2 separate regions of the Sus scrofa genome follow, and region 2 is linked to region 1. Evidence: chromatin contacts called from public HiChIP or PLAC-seq data. All regions are on one chromosome and are shown on one strand. Each heading gives the region's core, a stretch centred on a gene start, on an enhancer-like site or on the middle of the called end of the contact. The rest is flanking DNA. Distances are from core to core; before and after follow the strand shown. Region 1 overlaps TANC2 (protein TANC2). Region 2 overlaps TANC2 (protein TANC2).

Evidence for each region. HiChIP or PLAC-seq counts read pairs in DNA pulled down with a chosen protein or histone mark.
Region 2: an H3K27ac HiChIP or PLAC-seq map of alveolar macrophages shows a contact between it and region 1. The contact joins two enhancer-like sites. A contact is called at or near these places in 1 of 47 Hi-C or Micro-C datasets (embryonic fibroblasts) and 1 of 2 datasets of contacts at active chromatin or transcription factors (alveolar macrophages).

The regions. Positions count from the first base shown.
Region 1 is chr12:15,577,190-15,581,449 of Sscrofa11.1, reverse strand. The region is part of intron 7 of TANC2 (protein TANC2); the gene reads left to right. Among named protein-coding and RNA genes, the nearest start is that of CYB561, 140 kb to the right of the region's middle. Within about 2 kb of position 1,954, at least 16 of the 83 cell types and tissues checked have an H3K27ac peak or open chromatin away from gene starts, as enhancers often do. A contact at or near this core is called in alveolar macrophages, where this site is marked.
Region 2 is chr12:15,803,746-15,808,189 of Sscrofa11.1, reverse strand. The region is part of intron 1 of TANC2 (protein TANC2); the gene reads left to right. Among named protein-coding and RNA genes, the nearest start is that of TANC2, 7.9 kb to the left of the region's middle. Within about 2 kb of position 1,754, at least 6 of the 83 cell types and tissues checked have an H3K27ac peak or open chromatin away from gene starts, as enhancers often do. A contact at or near this core is called in alveolar macrophages, where this site is marked.

The sequences.
Region 1 (4,260 bases), core at 705-3,204:
ATAAATATTCACATCTCCTTGATGAATAGGAATAATTGAAGATGAGATGAGCTTGAAATAGGGAAAACATTCAATGTATTTGTACTTACTAAATTGTTCTAAACGTATGAACAGTGGGAGGGGAAGGTGATGATGCCAGTAATAAAAGGCTTTGTTCAAACCCAGCTTTTAAATTTCTCTTCTTAGTATGAGTAATATAATTATTTACTTTGAAGAGCAAATAATGTTGAATAATGATATGAAAATACCATTTGCATCACTTTTTTTAAAAATCTAGGGGATTGTTAGAGTTCTCGTCGCAGCAGAAACGAATCCGACGAGGAACCATGAGGTTGCTGGTTTGATCCCTGCCCTTACTCAGTGGGTTAAGGATCCGGCGTTGCCATGAGCTGTGGTGTAGGTCGCAGATGCAGCTCGGATCCCCTGTTGCTGTGGCTCTGGTGTAGGCTGGCAGCAACAGCTCCGATTCGACCCCTATCCTGGGAACCTCCATATGCTGCGGGTGCAGCTCTAAAAAGACAAAAGAAAAAAAATCTAGGGGATTGTTTAAGTGGTCCTTGCTCTGTTCCCACATGGGAAAGAGAAGCATCCTCTTTAGCCTGAGCTTCTCATTGACATCTTTATAGGACTCCATCTGTCAGGACCAGGAAATGGTCAAGGAATCATTTAAAATCCTTGAGGCTGCTGTTGGATTGAACTCTAAAGAATAAAACTATGTTATTCCATAAAATCTTTGATTTTTTAAAAGATTGGAAAGGATGTGTGGCTTTTATAACACTTGTGCTTAGAGGGGATAGAGTCAGCACATATGAAAATGTTTATAGTGATTTATTTTTTTAAATATTTTCTGAGCTTCTACTCTCACTATGACATAAATGGAAGAAATAGATGTAATAAAATTTTTTAAACAGCCATGTACTTTTTATTACTAAAATAGAAGTCTGATTAATATAAATATGTTGGTCAATTAGATTTAGCTGTATTCTTTTAGAAACATAAAGACTCAAACAAGTGAAGTCAGAAGTTAATGTACCAATTAAAAGCTCCATATACTACATATGAAGGTCATACTATTTACTGAAAACATAAAAACTTTTTACTTGATTGATGAAGTGACTAAAGTTGAGTTTGGGCAGTCTAGCATTAAGGCTTGGATTCTTCCTGGAGGAGCTTAGTTTTCTGAATATAAATTTAAATTTGCACCTTTGAATTAAAATTCTAAAATATGAAAAATTAAAACTATCTTTTATTGTTTTCAAAATATAAATCACTATTGCATTTTTTTTATTTTTAAAAAATCACATATTTATGGTTAAGCCTGTTGTGTTGAAGTAGAGAACCCTTGTGGGTCTGTGGTTGCATGGCAGAAATTATCAGAATAGACTGTCTGTGGTCATCCTTGATGTCTTCAAATGAGATTGGAGGGATGTGGAAGCAGGAAATGTTCGATTGCAACAGCTGCCCTCCGTGCTTTGTGTGAAAATGAGGAGTTATCAGGGAAATATACAAACGACAGAAGTCAGTTAAAACATAAACTCTCACCATCTACTTGTTAATGTTTGGAGCCGCACATTTTCCTAAGAAAAGGATCTTAAGAATCAGGTAAATGCAAAATGGGAATCCTGTGGGGGGGGGGAGGTTAAATGAATCCAATCAGAAACTATAATAAAGATTTTACCAAAAAAAAAAATCAGAAATTGGGTTTTTAGCAGTCAGACTGTTGGCTTTATGAATCAAGGGTGTAAAGGCCAGCAGAGTGGCTTCTTGCCCAGGCTGCAGCAAACATAAAGTGTCATTCCAAGCTCCTTGCTCAGGTCAGCCAGAATGGCAATTGTGCTGCTAAAATCTGTTTGCATTAGTGCAACTGATATAAGAAGAAATGACTTAAACTGATTCTAAACTCTATAATAATATAGAGTTACCTTTGGAATGTTTTGTACCAAATGTTGTCTGCTGGATTTTTTTTCTGCCCACTTGCGTATTAAATTCAAAAAGTATGTCAGTTAAATGTTCTGTAAATGAGTCAGCTGTTCCATTCTGATGAAATCTCAGAAAAATATATGCTTCCTTTTTCCACTTCCCTCTTCCCTTTCTGAAAACAAGGCTTTTTAATCACATAGGTTTTATGGGTTTTTTAAAAGCATTTTCTTTTCACAGAAAATTTTTACTATTGATTTGTTTTTCCTATTTCTTCAAATCACATTAGCTTACCAATTTGCCTTATATTTGTATCTGAAAAGTGTTCATTATAGTATTAATTTAACTTCACAGAATTGTCTCAAAAAATTGCTTTGATAGTTTCACAATAAGATTCGCACTATGAAGTGGGAATGTGTCTGTCCCTCTAGATCTGTCACTGGTGTATAGGATGATGAAGTACAAGGCATTGTTGCTGCAGCCACCTTCTTCATGCTTAGCTTTCAAATAACCCAGTGAGACAAAACCTAATTTGTTACTTGTTGATTATTTAAATATATCCCAAATGCAGTGTGTCTGTGAAATATAGTTACAGTCAGGCAAACATTTGTTGAGTATATGCTGTACATGCCAGGCACTCTTCAAAGTACTTGGGAATTATCAATAAACAAATATTCTTACCTTCATGGAACTTACATTCTCACCAGGAAAAGTAAAGTAAACATAATAAAGAAGTAGTTTATGTAGTACAATAGGAAGTGATAATGTGTTACAGGAAAGAGTAAAAGAGAAGCCAGCAGTACCTGAAGGATGATTATAAGCACATCACTGGAGCCAGGCATATTACCAGAGTGATGTCTGTCAAGCATTAAGCAGAGCAGTGGGGAAGGTGAGAACAGAGCTAGACAGATTTCTAAATCTAAGTAGAACTAGCCTGAAATTTAGTTCTATATGGAGCATTATGCGCAGGGTACTCTTATTTACACTGAAGGAATAAGGCTGTCAAAGATGAATCAGACACTGCCTTCTTGTCCTCAAGAACCCGCTGTAAGCTTTAAGGGAAGACAGCTGTTAACAATTAGCTGAATCACGCAAGTGCTAATTAGCCATATATGTATGTGGTTGCTGAAAGGGAAAAGCAGTTAATTCTGACTGGGGGATCGATCTGTCAGGGAAGCAGAAAAAGTATAGCCTGAGCAAATTTTGACAGTGACTGAGATGTTTGATAAAGTACAACAAAAAAAGACTTTTTCTCAGAAAGTGGCTTGCAAATGGAAAAGGTTCATTCATATGACTATTCGAGTGAGTACAACTACATACAAAGGCCACAGCTAACAATTTCAGGTCTCCTGGGTTGTTCTTCCTGATATTTGTCTCATATGCCTTTAAATAAGGTACTTGAAGGGGTAAGAATTTTGAAAATGATAAAGCAGAAAGGAATTGAAAGTAAGACTAAGGAAAATAATGATATCAGGAAAAACTGAATTATTTTGGGTTATTTGATAAAAGTGATAGATTCAGAGAGCAACAGAAGAGATATTAACTGCTAAAATAAGAAAAAGAAAGAATGTTTTAATAGATTTAGGTAACACTAACCCTAACAAAATTGCAATTCAGATTAAATTAGTAGTTTCCCATTGGCTGGTTTCAGATCTAAGCCCTGAATCAGGACTTCAGAGCTATTGTGCTTGATATTGAATCTGTCTTCTTTTCCTTAGTTCAGTTTGCCTTTGAGTATTTGGATTTGTAAAGGAATGAACTGTTAGTTCAGTGATTGCAGTATTTATTTGTCTTTTTCTTCTAATGTCATCTGTCTGAAATTGAGAAATGTGCTCATTCCAAAATATATTTTACTATATTTCTTGGTTTTCTGAAATAAAGCAGAAAAACTGATGTTCATTTTCCTAGGAATCACTATGGTAAAGCTTAGTTTAGTAACACTTGTTAAAGTTCACACTAAACATTTATATTTTACAAAAGCTGCCACTATCTCTTCATTGAATGTTAGAAGTTGAATATGGGGGAGTTCCCATCATGCCTCAGCGGGTTAGGAATCCAACTAGTACCCATGAGAATGCAGGTTCAATCTCTGGCCTTGCTCAGTGGGTTAAGGATCCGGCGTTGCCATGAGCTGTGGTGTAGGTCTCAGACGAGCCTCAGATCCCAACTCGCTGTAGCTGTGGCATTGGCAGGCCAGCAGCTGCAGCTCCAATTCAACCCCTACCCGGCAAACTTCCATATGCCGCAGGTGTGGCCCTAAAAAGAAAAAAGGGAGGGAGGGAGTTGAACATGTGAAACAAAGGCTGTGGCTGAAAGTATCTGCCAGAAGATTTTTTTAATACA
Region 2 (4,444 bases), core at 505-3,004, 230 kb before region 1:
AAGAGGCAAAAGAATTAGGTTGGTTTTAGTTGTCATCACGCCCTTTCTTTACCCTTTCCTTTCCCACAATATCACTTGCTGCCTTTACTCAATGCATGACATACTCCCACCTCTCAAATGCCTTTCTTTTGATCAGAACTTGAGAGATACTGATGTCAGTCATTTAAACTGAGTAGTTGCATGATAGTGAATAATTTTTTTGGTATGTTTTTTAAAATTTTCATTGCCTTAGTAATTTATCTGACAGGCTCATCTTGTGCTGCCTTCTGACACCCATGTTATGTCTAACTCTGAAGAAGTTTCTGACAAAATGTATTATTCGATTCTACTATTTTTTTTCTCAGCAGAGGTATCCCAAGTGGAGAGGTTTGGAGCAGAGCATGTAAGAGAACATTTTTCTTTATTTGCTCTGGTCTGAGTCTCTCATATATGTATTTTGTATTAAAAGGAGTCATTGTTATATGAAAAAACCCTTGATTTTTGTGTATTAGTTTATTATATAGACACATCATGTTCAAGGTATATGAGTTAGATTTGTTATGTTGGGAAAGTTGGGGGATTTCTATGCAGTATATTAATACATTAAATCATTCCCTTAAATATTTATTGACTACCTACAATGTATTATATGTTTATTGACTTCCTGATAATGCCACCTTTACTCCTCCAGTCTTTCAGGTGAGGATAGGCATTTCATCTTCTTCCTTAAATAAAAGCTAAATTTGTAATTCAGAATTCTGTGTCTTGGGAGTTCCTTGTGGCACAGCAGACTGAGGATCTGGTGGCGTCACTGCAGCGGCTTGGGTTGCTTCTGTGATGCAGGTTTGATCCCTGGCCCAGGAACTTCTGTATGCCGCAGGGGCAGTTCAAGACAAAAAAACCAAAACAAAACCCAAACAGTTTTGTGTTGTAGATATTCATTCTACCTTTGGGAAAAATATAGTTGAAAAAAATGTTTTAAAGTTTATTACTTTCCTAAAGTTTCACTGACCATTGTTGATAAATTTTACTCTTTAAATGGTAAGAGTATCGTGAAAACAGTGACTTGTAGATGTCTTTTTATAAATGTCAGCAAGTACTGCAGACCTAAAATTCACAAAGAAAGTATATAAGCAATGGAAAACTTTTGTGATTCCAAACACTTATCTTTGGTCCAGGTAGCCATGCTTATTTCCTTGTCTGTAATACCATTATCATACATAGTTATGTCAGATGACATATCTGATTAGAGATTGACAACAAAGAAATAGGCACCAGTTTTTTCTTGGCAGGGAAACTCCCTTGCCCCACCTGTGGGGACATCTGTAAGTAGATTAGCTAATAAATTTGGAAATGGGAGTGGGTATGTATAAACTGTGATTTAATCATTTAGGCAGGAGACACTGCCTCAGATCTCAGTAAATTCCCTCTGCTTAAGTGAAGGAAGTTTCTTCTTAGCCCTTTGTTCCTAATTTTGTGTTAAGGGGTCCCACAATTTCTAGCTCTGACTGCTGAAATTTGATAAGGCAAAGCTAAGTCGCTTGATGGGTATGGGTACTCTAGAATTCTGTTTCTGTTCAAATTCCATGGAATCCTGTAGAGCTCCTGAGGATTGTGTTAGGGTGAATGAAGGTAATTAGCTTTAGTACACATGTGGAATGAAGAGTTACTACATACTCAAATTTTGCTTCAGCCTCACAGAATCTTAGCTCTTCCTTTTTTAGGGATTTAAAGAGGAAGAGCAACTTCCTTTGGAAGTTGTTATTCAGACATTGCTGTATTGTAGGATGACAACACTGTTGCTTTGTTGTAAGAAGCTTTTGAAATTTTAGAGTCATGAGACTGTATAGGAGAACATGAGTTTGTGAGTTTTGTTTTTTCATTGAATTTGTGAGTTTTTGAATCATGAAAACAAGGTCAAATTATCACTCGGTAGCTATTGTATAACGTGCTAAAAACTCTCTTGCAGGGTTTTGATGATGATGAAATAATTTCAGTGAAAAATCCTTAGGACGATGTCTGGTACTTAATAAATGATAATTTTTATTAGGTTTTGGGAAGTGACCTGTTTTTTGATGTGATCCTTTCCACAATATTTTACTAGCATTATCAGTCCAGCTTTTTCTTGTTATTTTGTCTTCATCTTTTTTTGGCTGCCCTGAGGCATATGCAGTTACCTGACCCAGGGATCAGATTGAGCCACAGTGTCAACCTTCGCCTGGATCCTTAACCCACTTGTGCTGGGCTGGGGATCAATCTATGTCCCAGCGCTCCAGAAATGCTGCTGATCCTGTTGTGCCACAGTTGGAACCCCTCTTGCTCTCTTTGTCAACCTAGCAAGGTTTTTTGAAAAATCCGTGTTAATTTGGCTACTCATTAGTTTTATTTGTGTCTTGATAATTTCTTTTATGGAGGATATGAAGAGAGCTGAAAGTTCTTGAATAACTGTAAACTTAAAAATAAAAACTCTTAGAAGCAGGATGCTCTTGGGCAGACTCCTAGTATGCATTTCTTTTTGTACTAGTTGCCTTTGCACCACAAACTGGTGAAAAATTAATTTTAATCTCTTCCCTAAGATGGAAAACCACAGCACTTGTTGAGACCTTGAGCCCTTTGACAGTTTTTTCAATTTGATCATATAAATATTTTCTACTTTTACAAGCATTTCATATTTTTGTAAATAACTCAAACTTTATGTGATAACTTTATCTGTGCCCCCCCTCCCCGCCACTATGTGCCGTATTGTTTGCTTTTTAAATTGTCTTTTAAAAAAATTTGTATGTGATAGTCAGGGTGGTTGGTTTTCTTTTGTGATCTGCTTAATAAAAAGTACTTGCCTATTTACAGTGTAAAATAATATACTAGAAAAAGTGCCCCTCTAAGTATTCAAACTCTCATTTTTTCCCCCAAGGTTCAATTATTTCTGTAACATTTTGCCTGTTTCTGCTAATTTGTGTACATAATGTGCGAGTAATTATTCATTGAATATTTTTCTTTAAATGCACTTAGCTCACTTTATCTTAATTTTATCCTTGGTTGTAATATCCATAAATTAATAAGTTTGTGCTAGTTGTAAAACAAAAACTAGTTTAATCCTGAAGATATCTTGCTTAATGCCTTGGGAAAGATCACTTGTGTGCAAATTTGGTTCTAGATTGGATAGTTTTGTATTTTTAAATAAATGAACTTAATAATGATTCCTCACCTTTAGATAATTTTTTTTTTTTTTTTTTGTCTTTTTGCCATTTCTTGGGCAGCTCCCATGGCATATGGAGGTTCCCAGGCTAGGGGTCAAATCAGAGCTGTAGCCACCAGCCTATGCCAGAGCCACAGCATCGTGGGATCCGAGCCGCGTCTGCAACCTACACCACAGCTCACGGCAAAGTTGGATCCTTAACCCACTGAGCAAGGGCAGGGACCGAACCCGCAACCTCATGGTTCCTAGTCGGATTCGTTAACCACTGCGCCACGATGGGAACTCCTAGATAATTTAATTCTATTTTGTCTTTGGCTGTATTAAAGGTAGCCATTTACTGTCAACAAATTTTAATTGTCATTACTTATAGTAGATAACTGGTATCTCCTCCCCCCTCCCTACTTAAAAAATCACAAAAGTATTTCTCTGCTTGCAACCACTAAAGTAAACAAACCAGAAGTGAATAAAAAAAAAATTAAAATTTCCCTCTCTTTCTCTACTTTTATTCCTTGAGGTAGGCCAGCATTAACCAACACTTTGAGGGTTTTTTTTGTTTGTTTCTTTGTTTGTTTTGCCATGCCAGCAGCACGTGGAAGTTCCCGGCCAGGGATCAAACCTGTGTTGCAGCAGTGACCTGGGATGCTGCACTGACGATGCCAGATCCTTAACCCACTCTACTACAAGAGCACTCTTCACTTTGAATATTTTTTTTTAACATATTCCTCTTTGTTCCAAAACCTTTAAGCATATATATGCACACACACACACACACAGGCTTTTTGTACCTTGCTTTATTCATTTAAGAGTATGTCATGGCTATCTTCAATTTAATAAATGGAATTCTAATTTTAAAAAGCCGAATAACATTCCACAGCATACTACACTATAATTTAGTCTGTTGTTCTCCAACTGCTGGATGTTAAGATTGTTTTCATTTTTTTTCTCTTATAAACATTAGTCCATTTTTACTCATGACTAGACAAACAAACATTCTAAAGAAAACACTAGCAAAATAAATCCAGCAGTGAATTTAAAAGATAATACATCATGATCCAGTAGAATTTATTCTAGGAAGTCGAGAACAGTTAAATATTAACATAATTTGTTATATTAACAAATTTCAAGATAAAAACTATGTGATTATCTCTTTTGGGGTGATTTGGGAGACTTTGTATTGTATTTATATAAAATGGCATAGGGAAATGCCTGCCTGTGTGGACAGTAGTTTAAGTTTTATACAATTCTTTGGTCCTCAAAATTGATAGAGAC